2 separate regions of the Rattus norvegicus genome follow, and region 2 is linked to region 1. Evidence: chromatin contacts called from public Hi-C data. All regions are on one chromosome and are shown on one strand. Each heading gives the region's core, a stretch centred on a gene start, on an enhancer-like site or on the middle of the called end of the contact. The rest is flanking DNA. Distances are from core to core; before and after follow the strand shown. Region 1 holds the start of Ints4 (integrator complex subunit 4). Region 2 holds the start of Clns1a (chloride nucleotide-sensitive channel 1A).

Evidence for each region. Hi-C and Micro-C count contacts between places; a contact is called where the count stands out from the background.
Region 2: a contact with region 1 is called in a Hi-C map of liver, with 7 times the contacts expected there. The contact joins the promoter of Clns1a here to the promoter of Ints4 in region 1. A contact is called at or near these places in 3 of 12 Hi-C or Micro-C datasets (frontal cortex, liver and psoas muscle).

Annotation. Positions count from the first base shown.
Region 1 is chr1:161,198,944-161,202,657 of GRCr8, forward strand. It overlaps Ints4 (integrator complex subunit 4), which reads left to right and starts at 2,341. Exons shown (of 23, transcript NM_001191629.1): 1 at 2,341-2,461. The coding sequence starts at 2,408.
Region 2 is chr1:161,429,307-161,433,185 of GRCr8, forward strand. It overlaps Clns1a (chloride nucleotide-sensitive channel 1A), which reads left to right and starts at 1,363. Exons shown (of 7, transcript NM_031719.2): 1 at 1,363-1,527. The coding sequence starts at 1,388.

The DNA.
Region 1 (3,714 bases), core at 1,091-3,590:
CAACCTCCCCTCCTCTCCAGATCCTCCTCTATTTTCCTTACATAGAGCAGTTCTCTCAGGGACATCCACTGAACATGGCCAAAGAGGATGCAAACCCTCATAGCAAGGTTGGATGAGGCAACCCAGGAGAAAAACAGTCCCAAGGCAGTAAAGGTACAAGAAACTTACAGAACAACAAACAGATTGGAACAGAAAAGGAAGTTCCCTCTCCACATAACAATCAAAACACTAAATGTACAGAACAACGAGGGAATATTAAAACCTGCAAGGAGAAAAGGCCAAGTAACATATAAAGGCAGACCTATCAAAATTTCAGTTTCTCTTAGTGTGACATATAAAATAATGGATAGCATAGGCTTGCCTTAAACTTGCTATAAAGCATAGGCTAGCCCATAAGAGATCCTTTTATTTTGGTCTGTCTGGGGTTGGGAGTACAGGTATAAACCCACCAGCTAGTGGTTTTACAGTTACCACCAACTTGGATTAGATAGAATATTCAAATATTGGAATGATAAAAACAGCTAATGTTTACTCAATGTACTGTTTGCTAATTATTTTTCTTGACACACTGTATGCTCTGTTGTCTCTGATGCCTGAGATTCCTTTTTTCCCCCTCTGGAAAATGTACTCTTTTAAAGTCAGATGAAAAACCCTCCTGAGGAAAGCTGGTCTCTTTGTAAGCCCCTTGAGGTGCATGAGTGTCCAGGTTAGCCCCACCCTCAGGACCTCCAACCACCAGCTTCCATCCACAGAATGCCTAACAGCCAGCCCCAGCCCCAACTCTAGAGTTTTAAAATAAATAAGAAGCTCTAGACTTGAAACAATCCCACCAATCCCCACCCTGGAACCTAACCCCCACCCCCTAGGAATCCTATATAAACCCTGTCTCTCCTCAGATCTCTGTTGTTTCCTGTCTGAGCACTGGCAGTCACCTTCTGGGCTTTTCCCTGCCAACGAATCTTATGTGAAGTTTGTTGTGCAATGTGACTTTGTGGTATTCCTTGGCTCCCAACTCCTAGGATACCTTTCCATTTGAGTTGTAACCCAGTCTTCCCACATATAGGATAACAATAATCTTTTATGTGTTTTGCGTCCTCTGTGCCTACCAACCTCTTGTTTCCTGCTCTAAATATCCCATCTTAACCTTTTTTCTGGTTATAAAAAAAGAACAGGTAACACTGTATGTGGACAGCACCACATATATTTGTTCACAGGGTGTTCTTGTTTCTGTGTCATTTCATTCCACTGTTAAGTGTGTTTTTGTTAGATTAGGCATCACCAATATGATTGTCTTGAAGGTTACTTGTTCAAGTACCAGAGCCTTAAAGGAGTTTTGTGGTATTAGAATCTGATCCCTTATTTCTGCCTTCACTATTTACTTTAATATTTAATTAAATAAGAACAGGAACTCCATTCTCCTCATTGTTCAGCTTCCAGACTTGTTTCCAGAGTCTTGATATTTTATTTGTATTTTTTAGGTAAATTTATGTTCCTATTATGCAGACTGTTTTTCAAAGAAACAGACTACCAAGACCTTCTGAGAATTAGGTTGCCTTGACTTGAAAATACAAGGCTTTCTGAAAACTGCCAACTCCAATGAATTTAAAAACCTGTAACTGTTTAAGTGCTATAAAAGTTCCTCTTTTATTAAGCTTTGCTTGCTTGCAAAAGTCATAAAGAACCTATGTAAGAATCCCGCTGCTATATTAGATGCCACCCCATCCTCTTACTAAGGGGGACTGTAATGATAAATTTTTTGCCTTTCAATATCAACATGTGGCTTCATCCTCTGTCTCAAGATTCTTTTCACTGCTTGCCAACTATCAGGAGGCATGAGTGTCTACACCAGAGATGCACGGAGCACACTGACAGTTCTGACAGAGACCTGGCTTCCGGGTGGACCACAAGCATTCTTAAATCTTCAGACTTGCAGAGTAGTACCATTCAGAAAAATGATCTTAAACCTTTCATTGATTCAACACGAAGATTTTTGGCTTTCTTTTTCTTTCTTTCTTTTCTTTTTTTTTTTCTGCTTCTTTTTTATCGATGGGTAACTTTTAAATTACTAGAAAGAAGAAAAACGAACTTCGGGGAGGAGCTGGAACTAAGGCAACACTCACCCTAAGATTCTAGCATGGAACCTCCAAGGTAGCCCCTAGGACAAAGCTCCGGGTTTTGCCTCCAGCTACTAACAGCTTTTACTCCACCCATCTCTCAGGACGCGATCTAATTCCGTCTCCCAGCAGAAGCGGCAGCCAATCGACTCACTGGGCAGTCGAGCTTCAGGAAGCGGCCTCTCTATCCAGCTACCCTAGTGCATTGTGGGATTGCGGCGGAGTCGGTGCTGTAGAAAGGTTTACCTCCGCACTCTTGGCAAGTACAGTAGCCGAGAAGGTCCGGCGCGGCCATGGCGGCCCACCTGAAAAAGCGGGTGTATGAAGAGTTCACTAAAGTGGTTCAGGTAAGCTCTGGAAGAAAAAGTCATAGACCGGTCAGCGCGGGAAGGTTGTCCGCACCCCTGCCTGTTCCGCAGATAGGCGCCTAAACTTGTGTGTAGCCGATTTAGGGTTAGGTTCTCAGGCTGCTTGTCAGGCAGGGGGCGTGTTAGGTCGAGGCCGCTGTTCTCAGGTGTACTCTGACTTTGGTTTTTGTTGTTTGTTGTTTGTTTTGTTTTGTTTTGAAAGTTCTGGGGATAGAATTCAGGGTCTTAGGCATGCTAAGTTATTATTCTACCCTAAGTCACACTCCCAGCCCACTTGAAATCAAAACGAAACAAAATCATTAGGACAAACAAAGTGATGTACAGTTTTAAAAACTGTCAGGTGTCTCAAACTCGGTTGTGCCACATCGGGTTACACATGCGCCCTCCTGTCCTCAGTTAGGGGCATAACTCCTCACTCTGGTACTCCTAACTTTCAGAGACAAGTTGGGCAGTATGCAAAGCCCCAAGGCTGACTAAAGGTCTGTAGAATTCAAGGCCCAGAAAAAGCAGGCAAGAGTCGCAGGACCTCAATTCCATCAACCTCTCTCAGAGTCTTTTAAAGGTGGACCAAGCCCCTGTCAGAACTGACAGTGTGCTCCATGGTATCTCTGTAGAAGAGTCATATTCTGCTTCTTAAATTTTCTTATCTTGAGAAATATTTATTTATTTATTTATTTATTTATTTATTTATTTATTTATTTATTTATTGTAGTAAGGGAGATTGAACCTAGGGCCTCGTGCATGTTGAGACATGTGCTCTACCACTGACCTGCTACAGACCCAGGTCACATTTTGTTAAATGCAGATTAAATTCAAAAGGTTGGTGAGGTGAGGCAAGATCTGCATTTTGACCAGGCCCCAGTTTATGCCAGTGAGTCGCCAGCATTCTTAGATATTTAGGTAGAGTGGTACCATTTAGGGAAAAAAATTCTTTTTTGAGATGGGATCTCGCTATGTAGAACAGGCTGTTCTTGAACATGAAGAAATCAGCCTGCCTTTTCTTCCCAAGTGCAGGGATTAAAGGTGTACATCACCATTCCTGGTGGAAAATGATTCTTAAACTTTTCATTTGCTCATTAAGTCAACAGGAAAGTTTTAAATTTTTTAAAATACTTTCAAACACTTGAGTGATTTCTCTGTACCATTTGTGTGGTAGGAAGTCTTTGGCTATCAGAACTCTGCCTTTTGGGAGCACATAGTCTAACTGGAGAGCCAGAGCAGTGTATCTGTGA
Region 2 (3,879 bases), core at 113-2,612, 230 kb after region 1:
ATTGGACCAGCCTCTGAGAATGCCTAATGCAGATGGTTTCACTGCACCCAGGCAGGGTAGCTTACACCTGCCTGTAACGAGTTCCAGCAGATCCAGTGCCCACTTCTGGAGTCATTGGGCAACTGCACTCAATATGTACACAGAGGTTTTTTTGTTGTTGTTTTGTTTTTTTAAATCGTAAGGAAAAAAAAATCTAAAGATACTTCTGTTGAGACGATTCCAAAAAGAAAAAAAAGGAGGGGTGGGGGAAGGAGGATGAAGAGAAAGAGAAGGAAGAGGAGGAAAGACAAAACTCCCATCACATTCTACATGTTATCCAACCTAAACAGCCCTGACCCCATAGACATTACAATTCTACAGCCAAAAAAGGTGGAGTCTAGAGATCAGCTGACTGAATTCCATCCACCAAGTCATTACCAAACTTTAGCTTGTGAATTTAATGGTCTCATCTGTAAAACTGGGTCAGTAATAAAAATGTGTTCATATTGTTTATCATCAGAATAAAACTGAATTGAGCAGGTGTAGTGATGGATGCCCGTAATAGTTCTAGTACCCTAGAGTAGGGTGCATATCGATTATGTATTGGAGGCCAGCATGGGCTACAGAAGGAAGCCCTGTATCTAAAACCACGAACGAATCCATGAAGAAATAAGAGGTAAGGTCCTTATGCTGTGTGTTCTATAAGCCTCGGTTATAGGTTTCTATTTACTAAATCTGTATGTTTTCACTGCACGTATTTTTTGGGGGCCTAGCAAGCTGGGAAGGCAAGGGTTCCAGACCTTTTCCCTGGGCACTGTCTTTTGACTGTCTGGCCGCGCTGCTGATCAATTAATGTAATCTTTTTGTCTTCCTGGCGTGACACGTGGGGATGGGGCACTCGACCTCTCCGGCGACATGGGAACTAAAAGGCCTGGTAAATGGCTGTGTGAACCCAAGAAGAACAGGCCCGACGAGGAGGAAGCAGGGTGCACCCAACCCGGAGATTTTTGACCTCCAGATGAGTGTGGATTTTATTTCTGTGCGTCCTGCTCAGGCAAGGGACTCCAGGGGCCTAGGCCCATTCCCACTTTTTATTGGGAAAGTCTTCGTATTCCTCATACAGCCTCTCTCAGGGTTTTCTGCGACGACCTTGAAGTAGAACCACAGAGAAAACACTCGGTTATTCTAAGCACCCTTACGGGAGCCTGAGAAGGGAACCAGTATCACGTGACAGAAGGCCGGCTCGCTACAGATCTCTGAGTTGCCTAGAACATCCCGTCTCTATGGTCAACTGCACGCGAAATTCCTCGATGAGAAAGTTGTTCTTCCGGAGTACGGCTACTGCTTCCGGGGCAGCTCCCTGCGAACCGGGATTGCGGTGCTCTGCTTTCTTGGTTCCTGTGGAGCAATGCTTTCGCCCGCAATGAGCTTCCTCAAAAGCTTCCCGCCCCCTGGGTCCGCAGATGGACTCCGGCTGCAGCAGCCAGACACCGAAGCTGTGCTGAACGGGAAGGGGCTCGGCACCGGCACGCTTTACATTGCGGAGAGGTAGGTTCCAGGACTCCGGCGCCGGCCTCCTTCGGGGGCGCCTTCCTCCCAGAGGCGCGACCACGGGGTACTACAGGGGGGCGTCGGCCGACGCTGCTGTTATGCGGGCCCGGTGGGATTACCCCCCTCCGGAGCTCAGCTGGCTCTGTTCTCATTAACGACTTGTGCCTGTCTCCTGCAAGCCTGGCGCGTGGTCGCGTTTAGTTTTGAGTCTGCAGAGCCTCGGCTAGTTTTTCGATGGGCCTGGCTTTCTGAATGATCGTGTGAACTAGATGTTTTCCCTGCGTGGAATATGTAGCTCAGAGGAGATTGTGACGGGTTTAGGACGTTTGATTAATGAGCTTGGATTTTCCGCTCCAGATGTGGGTGGGGGAAAAGAGCATCTTCAGGCCCTCGCAGGGCGGAGTCATAACCAGTCGAACCCGACTCCTGGATGTGCAGGTCTTGGAAGGAATTCTTGTATTTGACTACTTGCAGGACTTTGTACTTCCACAATAAGATAGACGAGTCACTAAAATACACACTATACACACGCTCATACCTTCGTGCCCACCCCCATATTTTCCTGTTCTTATTCTCTCTGTCTCCCTCTCTCTGTCTCCCCCCAACCCCACACTCACACCCCCACTCCCGCCTTACTATCTTTCTCATACTTTCTGTCCTTCAGATTCTCTGGTTTACCATCTGCTGTATTTCATTTGTTGGCCCCAGAGGCTACTTTTCTTTTAAGAGCTCAGTGTTATAAATAACATTAGGCCTGCCTAGAAAAATCCAAGCTAGCCTCCTTTATATCACAGTCAGTTGATTAGTAACCTTAAATACATTCAGAATCCCCTCTGTCATGGCACTGGGAAACAAATCTCTTAGGGACCAAGATTATGCCTACTCCAGAGTCCAGGGTATAAAAGTGTAAGAAGTTAATTGTTTAAAGAACTGTTTGGATGGTGGGGCAAAGCCTGGGTGTTTAGACACCGACTGGAAATACATATGTGGGTGGGCACTCAGTTTGTTTGTGTATATATATACACACACACACACACACACACACACACACACACATATATATATATATGTGTATATATATATATATATATATATATATATATATATATATATATATAAAAGGTTTGGAGCAGTCAGGAGGGAGAAAGAAAGGGGGTGGGTAGGAAGAAGTGGTGGAGATTCATTCATTCATTCTGTAAGTTCTGTTACTCTAGAGAACCCTGACTAATACACATGGGTGGAGAGATGGTTTAGCACTTAAGAGCACTAACTACTCTTCCAGAGGTACAGAGTTCAATTTCCAGCAACCACATGGTGTCTCACAGCCATCTGTAATGGGATCTGATGCCGTCTTCTAGTGTGTCTGAAGACAGTTATAGTGTACACACATTAAATAAATAATTAAATAATATTAAAAGACATCAAAAATACACATGGATAAATAAAATGGATCTTGTTTTTCAGAGTTAGGATTATTTCTGTGTTTCACACTCCACATGCAGAAGAAATTGTTGAGATCACCCAAGATCTTACTGTGTGTACCTTCCCTCTCCTAAGTCTTTTTCTCTTTACGCATGCATTTCTCTAAGGTCCTTTGCCTGGCCCTCTCTTCTGGACTATATAGCCTACTCCAGTGAGTATGTTAATACCTACTCTTTTGAATTTCAAATCTGTCTTTTGGACATTTGATCACACTGTGAACCCCAAGAGTGTATACTAGAAAAGTCCTTTTTTTCTAGTCGTGGTGTGGCTCAGCCTTTAGCACACCTCTTTATAGCCTCTGACTGGAAGACAGACACATCCTTAGTATACACCTTGAATCCTAAACAGTGAAGGTCAAGTTAGTTTGTAGAAGGAAGCACCATGATTGAAAGTGATGTCTAAATGAGTGGCAGACAGAGTGATGAATCAGAGAAAGACTTGACCAAATAGGATATGCCCAACTCTCAGGAGAAATGAGAGGAAAGGGAAGCTATTTAAGAGCTGTGCAGAAAAAGGAAGGAGACAGTTTTACTGGAATAGTTGTACAGAGACAGGTTAGAGAAAAAAAAGGGGGGGGGGGGCAGAGAATGAGTAGTCAGATCAGCTAGAGTTAGTTTGATGCCAAGCAGAACAATTCAGGAGAAACTGAGAGAAACCAGATTGAATCAGCCATCTTGGAGAGGAGTTTGCCCCAAAAGAGCCAAGTTAAACCAGTCAGAAAGAATGGGAAAGGGCGAGTTTTTTCAGCAGTAAGTCTAGCCTAGATTAGATTGTACGGAGGCTAGAGTCTTCCAAGACTAGGCCTAGGTTAGCAGCGGAGGAATTAAACTTCAGAGATGACACTTACTGTAGGAGAATAAAAGTTAT